2 separate regions of the Mus musculus genome follow, and region 2 is linked to region 1. The links are chromatin contacts, called in public Hi-C maps. All regions are on one chromosome and are shown on one strand. The core of a region is the stretch at or near the end of the contact, and the rest is flanking DNA. Distances in the headings are between cores, read along the strand shown.

The links. Hi-C and Micro-C count contacts between places; a contact is called where the count stands out from the background.
Region 2: a Hi-C map of bone marrow-derived macrophages shows a contact between it and region 1, with 34 read pairs. The contact joins the enhancer-like site here to the promoter of Upk2 in region 1. A contact is called at or near these places in 12 of 39 promoter capture datasets (the C10 cell line, the HPC-7 cell line, cranial neural crest and 6 more), 1 of 15 datasets of contacts at CTCF or cohesin (large pre-B cells), 1 of 484 Hi-C or Micro-C datasets (bone marrow-derived macrophages), 17 of 115 datasets of contacts at active chromatin or transcription factors (bone marrow-derived macrophages, craniofacial prominence, double positive thymocytes and 11 more) and 5 of 9 other capture datasets (adipose tissue, embryonic stem cells, liver and 2 more).

Annotation. Positions count from the first base shown.
Region 1 is chr9:44,452,728-44,459,493 of GRCm38.p6, forward strand. Upk2 (uroplakin 2) reads right to left here and starts at 2,040. Exons shown (of 5, transcript NM_009476.2): 1 at 1,904-2,040; 2 at 1,335-1,466; 3 at 1,068-1,206; 4 at 756-826; 5 at 1-382. The coding sequence starts at 1,979. The coding sequence ends at 246.
Region 2 is chr9:44,708,230-44,714,506 of GRCm38.p6, forward strand. Phldb1 (pleckstrin homology like domain, family B, member 1) reads right to left here. Exons shown (of 22, transcript NM_153537.4): 7 at 3,412-3,693; 8 at 2,919-3,059; 9 at 2,694-2,831. Among named protein-coding and RNA genes, the nearest start is that of Phldb1, 24 kb to the right of the region's middle. Within about 2 kb of position 3,347, at least 17 of the 459 cell types and tissues checked have an H3K27ac peak or open chromatin away from gene starts, as enhancers often do.

The DNA of each region.
Region 1 (6,766 bases), core at 790-3,289:
GTGGGTCAGCCTTTATTGTGAGAATTAAGTACAGTTAAGAGATAAATCAGTGTTGGCAGGATTGCAGTGGGGCTAGCAGGGAGTGCTGCAAGGTGAGACAGGGAGCAGGGAGGGGGCACTGTCAGGAGTGGACTCGAGGAGGGGGCGGGGAGAGGGAAGAAAAGCCACTGAGAAGCCAGTGACTACAGCCTGGCAGGAGGCAGGCTGGACTTCTTGGAGGAGCCTGGGATGCAGGAGAGCCCTTCTCATTTGCGGGCACCCAGTGCCAGGGCAACAATAAGACCCACGACCAACAGGAACATGGCCACAGACAGCAGCACTGTGATGACCACCATCCCTCCTGTCCGGGCCATTCCTAACCCAATAGACTCCATGTTTTTTCCTGTCAGAAGAAGATGGGAGAACCTCTGTGAGTTGAAGGGGTTCCTAGGTAGCTCCTGTGGTTCACAGCTTAGCCCAGCCATCCAAGTAGCCGCCAGCATCAGTTCAACTGGTCATCCAGCCAACCAGTCAAGCAAACATAGACCCCCCTCACAGCAACACTTAGGAGCCACCAAGGAGGACATCATCCCTCTGCACAAGGAACCTCTAGTGCAGAGATGATTGAACAGGACAGGAGGTGGCCATACCAAATACTGGGGGGTTGGGGCGGGGGAGAGAGAGCGACTGAGCGCTCAGAAAACAGTTTATCTAACTTGCTCTAGGAGAAAAAAGTCGGAGCTTAGGGAAGTGTGAGAGACGGGCATTTTACTTACGAGGAAGCGTGGACATGGGAGTCTCTGGACTGGACTCGGTGGATGTCCCCTTCTGTACTCGGTAGGATATGCTTTAGAGGCAGGAGTTGAGAGAAAGCAGAGATTGTACGTATCTGGCACTCGGGAGGAGGGGTTCCAGCCTCCACCTTCTAGCTATGTGTCCCATCTGGGCCCTCCTGGGGTCCAGGTTCACATTTCCTACCCTTTAGCTGTGCCCTCTCTAACTCATGCTTCCTGGCACTTCCCCACCCTCACGGGACCTCCACTTCCCTTTTTTGCATCCCACCTCCACAGGTGTCCATCGGTACCTACTAGTATTTGGTTCCTGGTGTTAGGTTTGTCACCTGATATGCGCTGAGCCTTGTGACGGTGTAGCCAGACCCACTGTCCACCACGCTCACAAGCTCCCTGCGCCCGCGACATGGAGGCACCACAAAGTCTGACTTAACCACTGAGGGGAAATAGGAGTGAAAGGCAAGATCAGATTTCTAGCAGTCCACTCTTGTAGAACGGGCAGCTCTTGGGTATCGTTAAGAGGGGTTACGACGAGTAGAATAAATGGGTACAAGGGAGGTCTACCTTTGCTGTCGTTGGCTCTCCGGACCATCAATGTGGCATTACCTCCCGTGAGGTGACATGGGGGCAAGGCAATTAACAGGCTTTCTGTTAGCGCCGGAGACAGCAGACCAGAGAGGCTTGAGATGTTGAAGTCTGTTAGGGAGCCGAGAGGGAACTCAGGAGTTAGCCCCCTCTTAACTCAGAGCTGGCGGGGTGGGTGGGTGGTCATTGCTAAGGGTGCAGAGACAGAAGAGGAGCGTGTGGATCTGACCACCAGATGGCAGGCTTGAGCTGCAGATGGTGGGTACGCCGCGCTGTTTGGGAGCCAGACTAGACCATGGCACCCAGACTAGACCATGGCACCCAGTCAGTCCCCAGTCTCGCCCAACTCACACAAACCTTGGACACTTACCCAAATTTCTTGACTCCTGGATCTGGAAGAAGCCCAGGAATTTGTCACCTGATCCCTACCACTAGTAACTCTCAACCCCAACCAGCTAGACCAACATTCTGTCCTTGAGAGCCCTGGGGAGACAATGCTCCCTGTCTAGCGCTCTGAAACCCTCCTCGCTCCCACCAGCAATAGAGACCTGCAGTCCCCGGAGCCAGGACAGCCAGCAGAATCAGGATCAGGGGCAAGGTCTGGACAGGCAGTGTGGATGCCATACTGCGCTGGGAACTGGATCCTGGAACAGGTGCTGACAGGCTGGGGTTTCCTGGGGCCAATGAGGCCCTGCCCCAGGATAGCTGATTTTGTCTCGGAGTGGGAGGGGCTGCTGGGAATCCAGTCCAACTTGCCCCTTGGGCACTGTAGCCTCAGGGAGGGGCCCCAGACAGGTTTTTCAGGCTGGGGAGCTGGCCCTCGGGCCTAAAGGGGGATGCTCTGGCTGGGTCCTGGCAGCTTAGTTAGCTGCAGGGGAGTATGGCTCTTTCTGGAACTCCCGCGACTGAAGGACAGAGTTCCTCTGTCTGAGTGTCTGCCTCCTGGACTGTAGAGGGTGCTGTCTCCAAGGAGGTAGGCGTTTTCCTAGGAGAGCCATGAGTTCTAAAATTGCCCTGGTGTGTAGGTGTAGGAAAAGCCCCAAGGGTTGAAAGGGCTTTGGCTAGTAAGGATGGGAGAGGAGGGGGTTGGTTAGGTAGGGTGGGGATAGCAGAGCCTGAGATCCAATTCTAGTATTTAACTGAGGCCTAAGAAACTGCGACTCTGGGAGAAGCGGAGGGTATCAGTGTGAGCCTTCAGATTTCTCCAGAAGGTGGAGACAAGGGAAGTTAGTGAAGGCTTCCAGGTAAACGCAGGTCCAGTCCAGCAAGGCTAGTGGGCAGTGGAGTAGATACAAACAGACTTGGACAGCAAGCGGTTGTGCAACGGGTAGCGAGTAAAGCAGGAAAACCTTAGGAAACAAGACCAGGGGCTGGGCGATGGTGGCGAATGCCTTTAATCCCAGCACTTGGGAGGAAGGTGGATTTCTGAGTTTGAGGCCAGCCTGGTCTACAGAGTGAGTTCCAGGACAGCTAGGGCTACAAAGAGAAACCTTATGTTAAAAAAAAAAAAAAAAAAAAGCAAAAACAAAAACAAAGCAAAAAGTAGCAACAACAAAACCCTTCAAGACAAAAACAATCCTGTAACCAGGAGCAGAGGAGGTGGAGGGCTGGGGTGTGGCTCAGCGGTGGACTGTGTGCAGGTCGCTCTGGGGTTCGATGCCTGGGACAACAGTTGGGGAAGAAACACCATCAGCAGCCACAGCTCCTCTGGTTCTCTCCTGCCCCAGGCTAACTGGGAGAACTGATGGAGGTTCTCCAGCCATGGACGAGTGACGTGGCCCCACTCAGTCACCTCTCCTCTAGACGCTGGCCAGGGGGCTCTGCATGCCCTCCTGAAAGGCACTGCTTTTTATAGATGCAGAACCTGAGACTCAGGTTGTCACTGCAAAGTGGCTGCAGGGGTGTGGGTGTCTCAGCTAGGTGAACTCGATAGGACCTGAGCTCAGACCGTCAGGGTCTGCTCCAGGAACCACCCATTTTCCCCAACCCCAGAGAAAGGTCCTAGTGGAAAAGTGGGGGCCACTGAAGGGCTGATGGGGTTCTGTCCTTTCCCCCATGCTGGGTGGACTTAAAGTCTGCAATGTGTGTAGGGGGTAGAAGACAACAGAACCTGGGGGCTCCGGCTGGGAGCAGGAGGAACTCTCACCAGACGATCTCCAAATTTACTGTGCAATGGACGATCAGGAAACTGGTTCAGATGTAGCTTCTGATACAGTGGGTCTGAGGTAAAACCCGAAACTTAATTTCTTTCAAAAATTTAAAGTTGCATTTATTATTTTATATGTGTGCCCATATGTGTGCCACAGTGTCTATGTGGAGGTCAGAGGGCAAGTTGTGGGCATTGGCTCTCTCCTTTCATAATGTGGCTTCTGGGGACCAAAATGTCAGGCATGGTGGCAAGAGCTTTTACCTGTTGAGCCATCTCATGGTTTCGTAAAACTTCCTATGACGCTTACAGGTAACGCAGAGACACAGACTCACATTTGGAGTTAGCAGATGCTGTATTGGTGTAAACACTCATACACAGACACACACACATACTCATACACACACACACACACTTATCCACATGCACACACATACTCGTATACACACAGACACACACACATGCACTCTCACATTCACATATTCATACACATCCACACACACACTCATCCACACACACAGACACACATACTCATCCACACACACAGACACACATACTCATACACACACACAGACACACATACTCATACACACACACAGACACACACATATAATCATACATACACAGACACACTCATACATGTGCACACACACACTCATCCACACACACACACTCATACACACACACACTCATACACACACACACTCATACACACACACACTCATACACACACACACTCATACACACACACACATGCAAATGCAAAGTGGGACAGAGGTTTTTCTCAGGCTGCCTTTGGGTGGAGAACTGGAACTGATTTCTGTTTTTCCAGCTCCTTGGCTTTTGTCCCCTTTAGATGAGATCTCCTCCTCACTTTACACACAGAAAGATCACACACGAGGGAGAACTGGCGGTGCGGAAGAGGGCTACACGGTAGGGTGTCAGGGTCAGGAGATCTTCCTGGCAAGTCTCAAACCTCCACATAGCACAGTGTTTACGTGAGGATTTAGGAGGAATCAGGAAGAGGATTGGTTTACTGCAGAGCAGACCATATAGGTCCACTCCTAAGCCCCATTTGAAATTAGAAGTGAGACAGTGTGGGATAAAAAGAGCAGATCTCTGGTCACATTTTTAAAGGGATATGAGGGTCCTGTGCCTTTAAGCCTTCCCATCTCCCTCCAATCCCCCCTCACCTTCCCCACCCTAACCCTCCCCAGGTTTCTGGAGGAGCAGAGTTGCGTCTTCTCCCTGCCCTGCCGAGCTGCTCACTGGCTGCTCTAGAGGCTGTGCTTTGCGGTCTCCATGGAAACCATTAGTTGCTAAGCAACTGGAGCATCATCTGTGCTGAGCTCTCGCATCTAATTATCCCATCACAGTGGCTGAGAAGGGTTTGGGGAGCTGAGAGGAGGGGGAGGCCCCCGGCACAGGAGCAAGAGGATAACTCTTTGAGCAGAGCGGCTTCACTGACAGTGCTGAGATCATTTAAAGCCACAGCACTCAGTTCCTCTGGAGGGTTTCACAGTGGCCAAGAAGGGAACCAGGGCCAATGTCTGGAGTCTCTCTCCCAAACCCTGTCTTCTCTGCTGTCCTCTCCTTGATTGATTCTTGAGTCTTAACTCCCTCAAGTTCCCTCTCCTTCCTCCTTACACATATGTTCCTCAAGCCAACAGACATTTACTGAGTACCAGGGATGCCCCTGGAGTAAAGAAGACAACAAAGCTGTAAAAGTAGGGTAAGCTCTTGCCCCTGAAGTTCTTCACTTTCCTCTTCTGCTCAGTCAGCTCTCAAAGCGGACCTCCTGTTCCGGGACTGCAGTCCTTTTGTCCCCTTCTTGAACCACAGTAGTTCTGCGGCCTGAGGAATTGGGATCAGAACCCACATCTGCCTGATCTGTCCACAGTCTGACCTCACTAGGCCACCCCTCTGCCTCCCAGTCATCTAGAATAATATGCATGCCTGTCTCCTGGGGCATGCCAGACACTAATGGTGGCCATTGTACTCGTAGTGGTGAGTGTTGGCTTGTAACTTTGAGTGAGCCACTTTGAACCTCTTTTTTTTTTTTTCAACTTGAAAATGAGAAGGTTCGTTTCTCTCAAACTGAGGTCTAGCAAGATATGAAAATGATTTAGGACAAGGATGCAGAAAGAGGGCCGAGATCCACCACCTGGGAGCACCCTGAAGGCTTGGGCCTGGAGACCAGAGGTGATGCTCAGCTGGTTTGTTGGAAACAGTGAGGACCATTCATTCCTTAGAGATCCGAGGCTGGCAGGTGCTGTGGCCAAAGGAAAAAAACTCCATCATTGGGGCTTGGCAGAGACCTGAGTACTTTTTTTTCTTTTTCCTTTTCTTTTTCCTTTTTCTTTTTCTTTTTCTTTTTCTTTTTCTTTTCTTTTCTTTTTTTTTTTTTTTGGCCAAAATAACCATTTACAGCAAACTGTTCAGCTTTTGATCTTGGCTAAGTTTTCTCCCTTGTTTCTTTAAGTTGTAGTTCCCACTTCAAGTGGATTTTTTTTTTTTTTTTTTTTTTTTTTTTTGGTTTTTCGAGACAGGGTTTCTCTGTATAGCCCTGGCTGTCCTGGAATTCACTTTGTAGACCATGCTGACCTCAAACTCAAAAATCCACCTGCCCCTGCCTCCCGAGTGCTGGGATTAAAGGCATGCCCCACCACGCCTGGCTCAAGTGGATTTTTTTTTTTAATTTACTTATTTGATGTTATGAGTGTTTTGCCTGCATGGATGTATGTCTGTGCACCATATCTGGGCTGGTGCCCTTGGAAGTCAGGCCATCAGATCCCAGGGAACTGGGGTTAGAGATGTTTGTGAGCTGTCAAGTAGGTGCTGCGAACTGAACCCGGGGCCTCTGTAAGAACAACAAGTACTTTAAACTGTAGAGCTTTCTCTCTCTCTCTCTCTCTCTCTCTCTCTCTCTCTCTCTCTCTCTCTCTCTCTCTCTCTCTCCAGCCACCATCGTTTCCATTTCTAGAGAAATGAAATAAAACCCATCTCGTGGGAATATGGTGGCTGTCAGCCCATCTAATTTACTCAAGGGTGCCCAGGAAAGCACCTGGTTCAATAAATACCGATTTAAGTAATCCATCTTGCTCTCCCCTCCCCCTCTTTTAAGATTTTTTTATTCATTTTTTTTTTTTTTGCATGTGAGTATGTGAATATGTCTTCAGACACCCCAGAAGAGGGCATCAGATCCCATCACAGATGGTTGTGAGCCACCGTGTGGTTGCTGGGAATTGAACTCAGGACCTCTGGA
Region 2 (6,277 bases), core at 2,097-4,596, 260 kb after region 1:
GAGCACTGATCCCACCCAACATTGCTGGTCCCCTTCCAAGCCTCTGCACCGACCCTGTTGTCCGGCAAGTACTGCAGGGGCCAGGTGGTCCTGTCCCACCGCTCTCCTATCTTCGGTCAGGGCGGTGGCCCACGGGGGCCGGGGAGGGGGCTGGTGGAACTGACCCTTCTCAGCTGCTCCTGTAACTGTTCCCGCACTGACTCGGGGCAGTTATCGAGCTGCGTCTGGAGCTCGGCGTAGAGCGCCTGGCGGGCCTCCAGGTGCCTCCGTCCCGCGGCCAGCTCCGCCCTCTCCTGGTCGGCGGGAGGGGAGGGAGGCGGGGCACAGGGGAGAGAGAACACACACTCCTCAACTCCGGCCCGGCGCGGGGGGCAGGGGCGAGCACAGGAGTACACCGGGAGTTGGGGGGCAAGCAGCGAGACGGAAGAGAGCAGGAGAAGAAACAGAGGTTTAAGACGGGACTCAGGCAGGGGACGGTGTAACAAAGGCAGAGGTGTGGGGGCAGGGTGGAAATGTTGGTCCCTTTAGAAATGTTTTGGAAGGTCCTAAGACGGGACCTTCCGGTTCCGCTTCAAACTAAAGTTAAAGCCGATGCAAGAAGGCAAGTACCAAGCCTTGAGTTCTATCACTGTTCCGAGACCAAAATTTAACCCTGGGAAAAATGGGGATGGTGGGAAGAGTTAAATATAGGACTGGGGAGTAAACGTGGAGCTAAAGTTGTTAGAGTTACAGCAGTGCAGCAAGGGGACCCCAGCCCAACCCCCATGGCCTCCCTCCCCTCCTGCCCAGGGTGGAGGTGGGGTGCCAGCAAAGCAGGCTGAACTTCAGTAGGGATGAGGGTTGCAATTAGTTCGGCCCGTTGCCATGGTAATAGGAGCCCCAGGAGTGGATACAGGGAGGAGGTGGATGGCTCTGTCTGGGGTGAGATGACACCTCTGAGGGCGGAAAGGGGGACGAGGGAGGAGTTGGTGAGTCACCCCTCTGAAGGACATGCAGAGGAGACACTGTGATTACTGATTCCAAAGCCAGAGTGGGGCCATGGGCTGGAAGCTGGGCGGGAAAGTCAAGAGAACCTTCCCAACACCACCAACAGCATCAGCACCACCACCACCACCACCACCACCACTTCACTATCACGCCTCAAACACCTGGACCGGAGGGAAGGCAAAGTCCTAGGAGCAATCTCAGCTAAGTGAGGCTAGCCAAGCTGCTTGTGGAATGCCTTTCCCCTGTGCTGCACCAGCCCAGTTCACCCACCCATCCTGGAGGGAAGGCCTTGGTCAAGCCAGTCCTGAAGTCTAGATGCTTCTGCCTTGAAATTATCCTGTGTTCTAGGTGGCCTCCAGGGTAGAGGTAGGGAAAGGAACATCTGAATTCAGGGAAGCAAGAATGGGTAGCCAGCCACTCAGAAAGGGCCTCTTCAAGCTCTCCAAGACTGTGCCCACATCTGACCTCCTTATTACTCAGCTCTGGAGGGCTAAGCAGAAGGGACAAACAGTTCACTGCACCTCCAATCCCTGCCCTTCAGTAAACAGGCAACATTATGGAGGCAAAGCCCAGACCTTTCCAGTAGGAGGCGCTGTTTGGGCAGAACATCTCCTTGGTCATGCACATCTCCCCGCAAAACACACACACACACACACACACACACACTCTTATACTCCTCCTGTCAGTGTTCCACTAAGCAAAATTTAGCTGTGCCTTTCTGCCAGTTCCCTTCTGATAATGGGGACCCACACCAAGAAAAGAAGGCAACATTAGAGGGGAGAGGCCAAGGGCACAAAGGTACCCATGGAGTTAGTAAAGCTGGCCTAAGTCAGCCCTGCCTGGGCGGCCTGGCAGTTAGGGGCATGCGAAGAGCCCAGGACAGTGATTAGAGGGGGCGTTAGTGCAGGCCTGGTCGGCAAGCATAGGGTTAATCTGGCACAGAATCTGGGAGTGTGGTTTTGGGGGCCAGAGCCAAAGCTCCATTTATAAAAAGGGGGCAGCAACGAATTTTTAAGATCCTCAAAATTGAGAGCAAGAGGAAGATAAGTCTCAAAAATAATCCAGAAGGAAAAATTAAACCTCTTAGAAAAATACTGTCAAATCCAGAAATAGATGAACCCTCTCCACTTCAGAGCTTTTGGCACGCCGTTGGGCATCTTGGACATGGCTGGCACAACCCCCGTGGGATGGAGCAGCCCCTGAAGACTGGCACTCAATCTGAAAGGGTCAGGGGCAGGGCTGGGACCATCTGGGATGGGAGGCTGCAGATCCTGATGATAGGAAACAGAGGCCTGTGGGCCATCTCCCAAAGACCACATCCTAAGCACCTGAGGCATGCTGGAGGGAGCTTTCTCCTCATGGTGGGCTCCAAACCCGAGTCATGCCCCCCATCCCAGCAGCACCAGTCCTTCAGGCTGTGCTCAGTGCCCAAGAAAGGGCTTTGGCACTTCCTAGAAGGACCACACAGGTTCCAGAACGGCAGGCACCCAGGCAACCAGAGGCAGCACAGAGATCTAGACCCCCAAACACCAGACCAGCCCCCGGCAGTACCATCCAAGCTTGTATCTTCCACAGAGTACAAGGGCCCCTGTCCCTAGAGGGCTACAGAGACCACTCGGATTGCAGGACGGATGCTGAGGGATGTGCATCGCCAGGGAAGGGATACTGCCTTCCTTCTGGGCCACTGGTAGTCAGGTATGGGTTACCTTGTCCCTGTCCTTCTGGATGCCTGTCTCCAAGGCCACCAACTTCTCCTGCAGCTGGTCCACCGCCCTTTGTTCCTTCTGCAGCGAGGCTCGCTCTGCCTCCCGCTCCCCCTGCAGCAGTGCTCTCTCCATCTCGGCCTAGACAAGGGTATCAGCATTCTGTCAAGGCTGGGACCCAAGGGTGAGGCCCCATCCCAGGGCCTGCACACCTCCCGGCCAGGTCACCTCTCGGGCTGCCTCCTGCAGCTGCTGTTCCAGCTCCTTCACTCGGATCTTCAGCTGTTCTACTCGCCCCAGAACCTGAGCCCGCTCCTCTTCCACAGCCAGCACCTCGCCTTGGTGCTTCGCGCCAGGAGCGTCTTCATGCTGGAGGGGAGGAGGGCACCATGAGAGAAGTCTGGAACCTTCTAGGATCCGACTAAGAGGGCGGATTACACGCTCCTCAAAGCACTTCGAAAGGGTAACTAGACCAAAACAAGAGGCCACTTTCCTCCCAGTCAGGGAGCTCAGCTATCGGGAAAGGATTTACCAGAGTGCCAGGGTTGGGTGGGGCCCAGAGGAAAAACAGGTCGTAAGGCACATTTATAGCTTGGGAAAGTCATGGTCACCTCCTTTCCCTCCTGACACCCACAGTTCTTCATTCTGGTCTCACCCAAGCCTTGATCCTTTCATTACCTCCACGCCAGCCCCGCCCCAGGCCGGCCCTGTCCCCCCTCACCTCCTGCTGGGTGCTCTCGGTGCTGCTGCATTCCTCTTTGAGATTCTCTTCATCAGAGCGCTCCATGCTCTCCCACAGGCGCTGGGAGGCACCTCCAGACTCCTCGCCGCACCTTCCGGAGACTACTATGGCTCCTGCCAAGCCTCTTGAGGGCCTCCTGCCTGCCAAGGCCAGCGCTGCCGTGGCCTCTCCAATACTGGGCAGCTCCCCAGTCTCAGGTCCCCCGTCAGCTCGGCTGTACTCAGCACACAGGTTCAGGATGGTCTCCAGGCGCTGGCGTTCCTAGGGACAACGGACAGAGCAGAATGTGAAGAGCAGAAGTCTGAGACCCAGTGCGGCTTGAGCCAGGGCATGTTGACCCCTAGAAACTCTGGGCTCAGCATCATGAATATGACCTCAACCTTGAGAACGGTGGGAGACCAGGTGGTGGTACACAGCACTCTGGAGGCAGAGACTGGCGGATCTTAGCATCTGAGGCCAGCCTGGTTGGTCTACAGAGTGAGACTCAGGCCATCCAACCAAAGACTATATAGTGAGAACCTGTCTTAAAAGAAAAAAAAAAAATCTATGGGAGGTAGAGGGGAAAGAGGGTTCCTCAAAGGTGGGCAAGAGAATGTGGCCATGTCACCTGTCCATTGGCCGGCCCCTCCCATCTCTCTGTTTACTCTCCCTAGGAAGAGGCATCTTCATAGTCACACAGAGAGATCCAAACACACATGGGAACATACAGGGTAAGCAGCCTAAAGACCATAATGAAGCCAGGTGGTGATGGTGCACACCTTTAATCCCAGTGCTCGGGAGACAGAGGTAGGGGATCTCTGTGAGTTCGAGGCCAGCCTGGTCTACAGAGTTCCAGGACAGCCAAGGCTACACAGAAAAACCAAAAAGACCATAATGGGACACATAGCTATCGAGTGCTCATATTGATACAGGTTAGGGCACAAGGGCGCACCGATACATTACTTCTGTCACATAGGCACACACAGACACTCCATGTGCCCTGGGAGGTACATCAGCGTTAACAGGTAGGCACACACTAAGACACCAGCCCCAACACGCACACACACAGAGATAAACATAGTCTATATACAGCTGGGTGGGCATCTGCAGACAGCCAGGGCTGGAAAGTGGAGCACGGGCCACAGGACCTGACAGTCCAGACGCAGAGAGAAAAGGCAGAGGGGACACTGTCTTTCCAGCCCCACCTCAGCTCCAAGTCACTCAGGATACCATCTCTTTGCTTGCTCCTTAAGGCCGTGCAAGCTGTGCCAGCTGTGATCGAGGACTCTGTGGCTGGCACTCTCTCCTCTCACTACAAATCCTGACACAGACATGGTCACCCCTCAGGTCCTAGGACTCGAGGGAATTACTGCAGTCACATTCCTGGTCCCTATCCTGCCCATCCATTTGTAACACCCAAGCCCTGGCTTTCAAGCCCAGAGCCTTACAGTGCTTTCTGAGGTCTCTGATCACAAGTATCTCTCACCACGGACATTTATTTTGGCCTCACCTTCCCATCCCAGAACACTTACCCAGCTTTCTTCCTGCTGCTTGCCCAGTTGTGTGGCAAAAGATCCAGGAACCAAGCCTCAGCACCCAGGAGGTTGGGCCAATGCCTCACCCCCGCCCTAGGACCCAGATAAGCAGCCTGGCAGAGGTGGGAGGGGCAGGGTGCGGGCGGCCTCTGACTTAAAGTGGCAGGTGGGGCAGGTTGGGGCTGGCGGTGAGGTGTGTACCTGTGTGTGGGGATGGGGGTGGGGAGGCTGGGCCCAGCACTTGATTATGTCAGGCTCATCAGCCCTCCTGGGATGAGGATCCCGGGTCACCAATGCACAACAGTGACAAGAAGGTGTAACAAAGAAAGAACAGGAGTCCTGACTCCCACCAGTACACCATCCCATACCCTCACCCCTCCCTGACCTGTCTCTTCCCAGATTCTTCAGACAAACGTCCTCCTCAAACCAATTCCAGGGTACCTGTGTCTCAAAATAACCTGGGCTTCTGCTCTTGAGGGAAAGGGGGAAAACCATGCTCTGAGCATGCACACAGCAGCCAATGCCCCTGGAGCTCCCTATGCTATTTGGGGGAATCCCTGCCCCCTCCCTGCTCAGATGCCATCTCTAGAACAGCTGCCCAGAACCACACCCAGACTCAGCAGCACCCACATTTATGCATGCAGACACATACAATCATGGAGGCAGACCAGGGGGGCTGCCCACCCTGCCTTTCCCTCTTCCTTAGCACCATGCTCTCAGAGGACCCATCTGAGCCACAGTCAGTGATTCAGGCCCACCTGTCGATGCCAAAGAGACACAAGAAAGGGGGACCAGTGTTTCCCTAAAGGATAAGTCTGAGGTAAAGGTGCCTGCGTGCAAGGCCGATGACCTTAGTCTGACCCCCAAAACCCTTGCATAGGGAAAGGAAAGAATGAATCCACAAAACTGTCCTCTGCTCTCCACACTCATCAGGGCATAGGCCTACACACACACACACACACACACACACACACACACACACACACACACACTCACACACTCAATAAGAAAAAGCTTTAAAAGAAGGACTCCCCCCAACCCCAGCCCACGTGGGGCATGGTCACAAGCGTGTGCAATCTCTGCTCAGGAGGCAATCAGAAAGATCATGAACTCAAGCTCAACCTGGGCTACACAGCAAGCTCACAGCCACACTGGGTTACAAAACCGAAGGGGAAAAAAAAAAAGAGGAGCAGGAGAGAAAAATAATTCTAGGGCTGGGGCTATAGCTCGATGCTGGAGTGCTGTTCTGACTTGCCAAAGGTCCTAGGTTCAAGGCCTGGCACCATAAAAATGAAAGGCCAGATAAATTAATGTTCCTGTCTGGGCCTCAG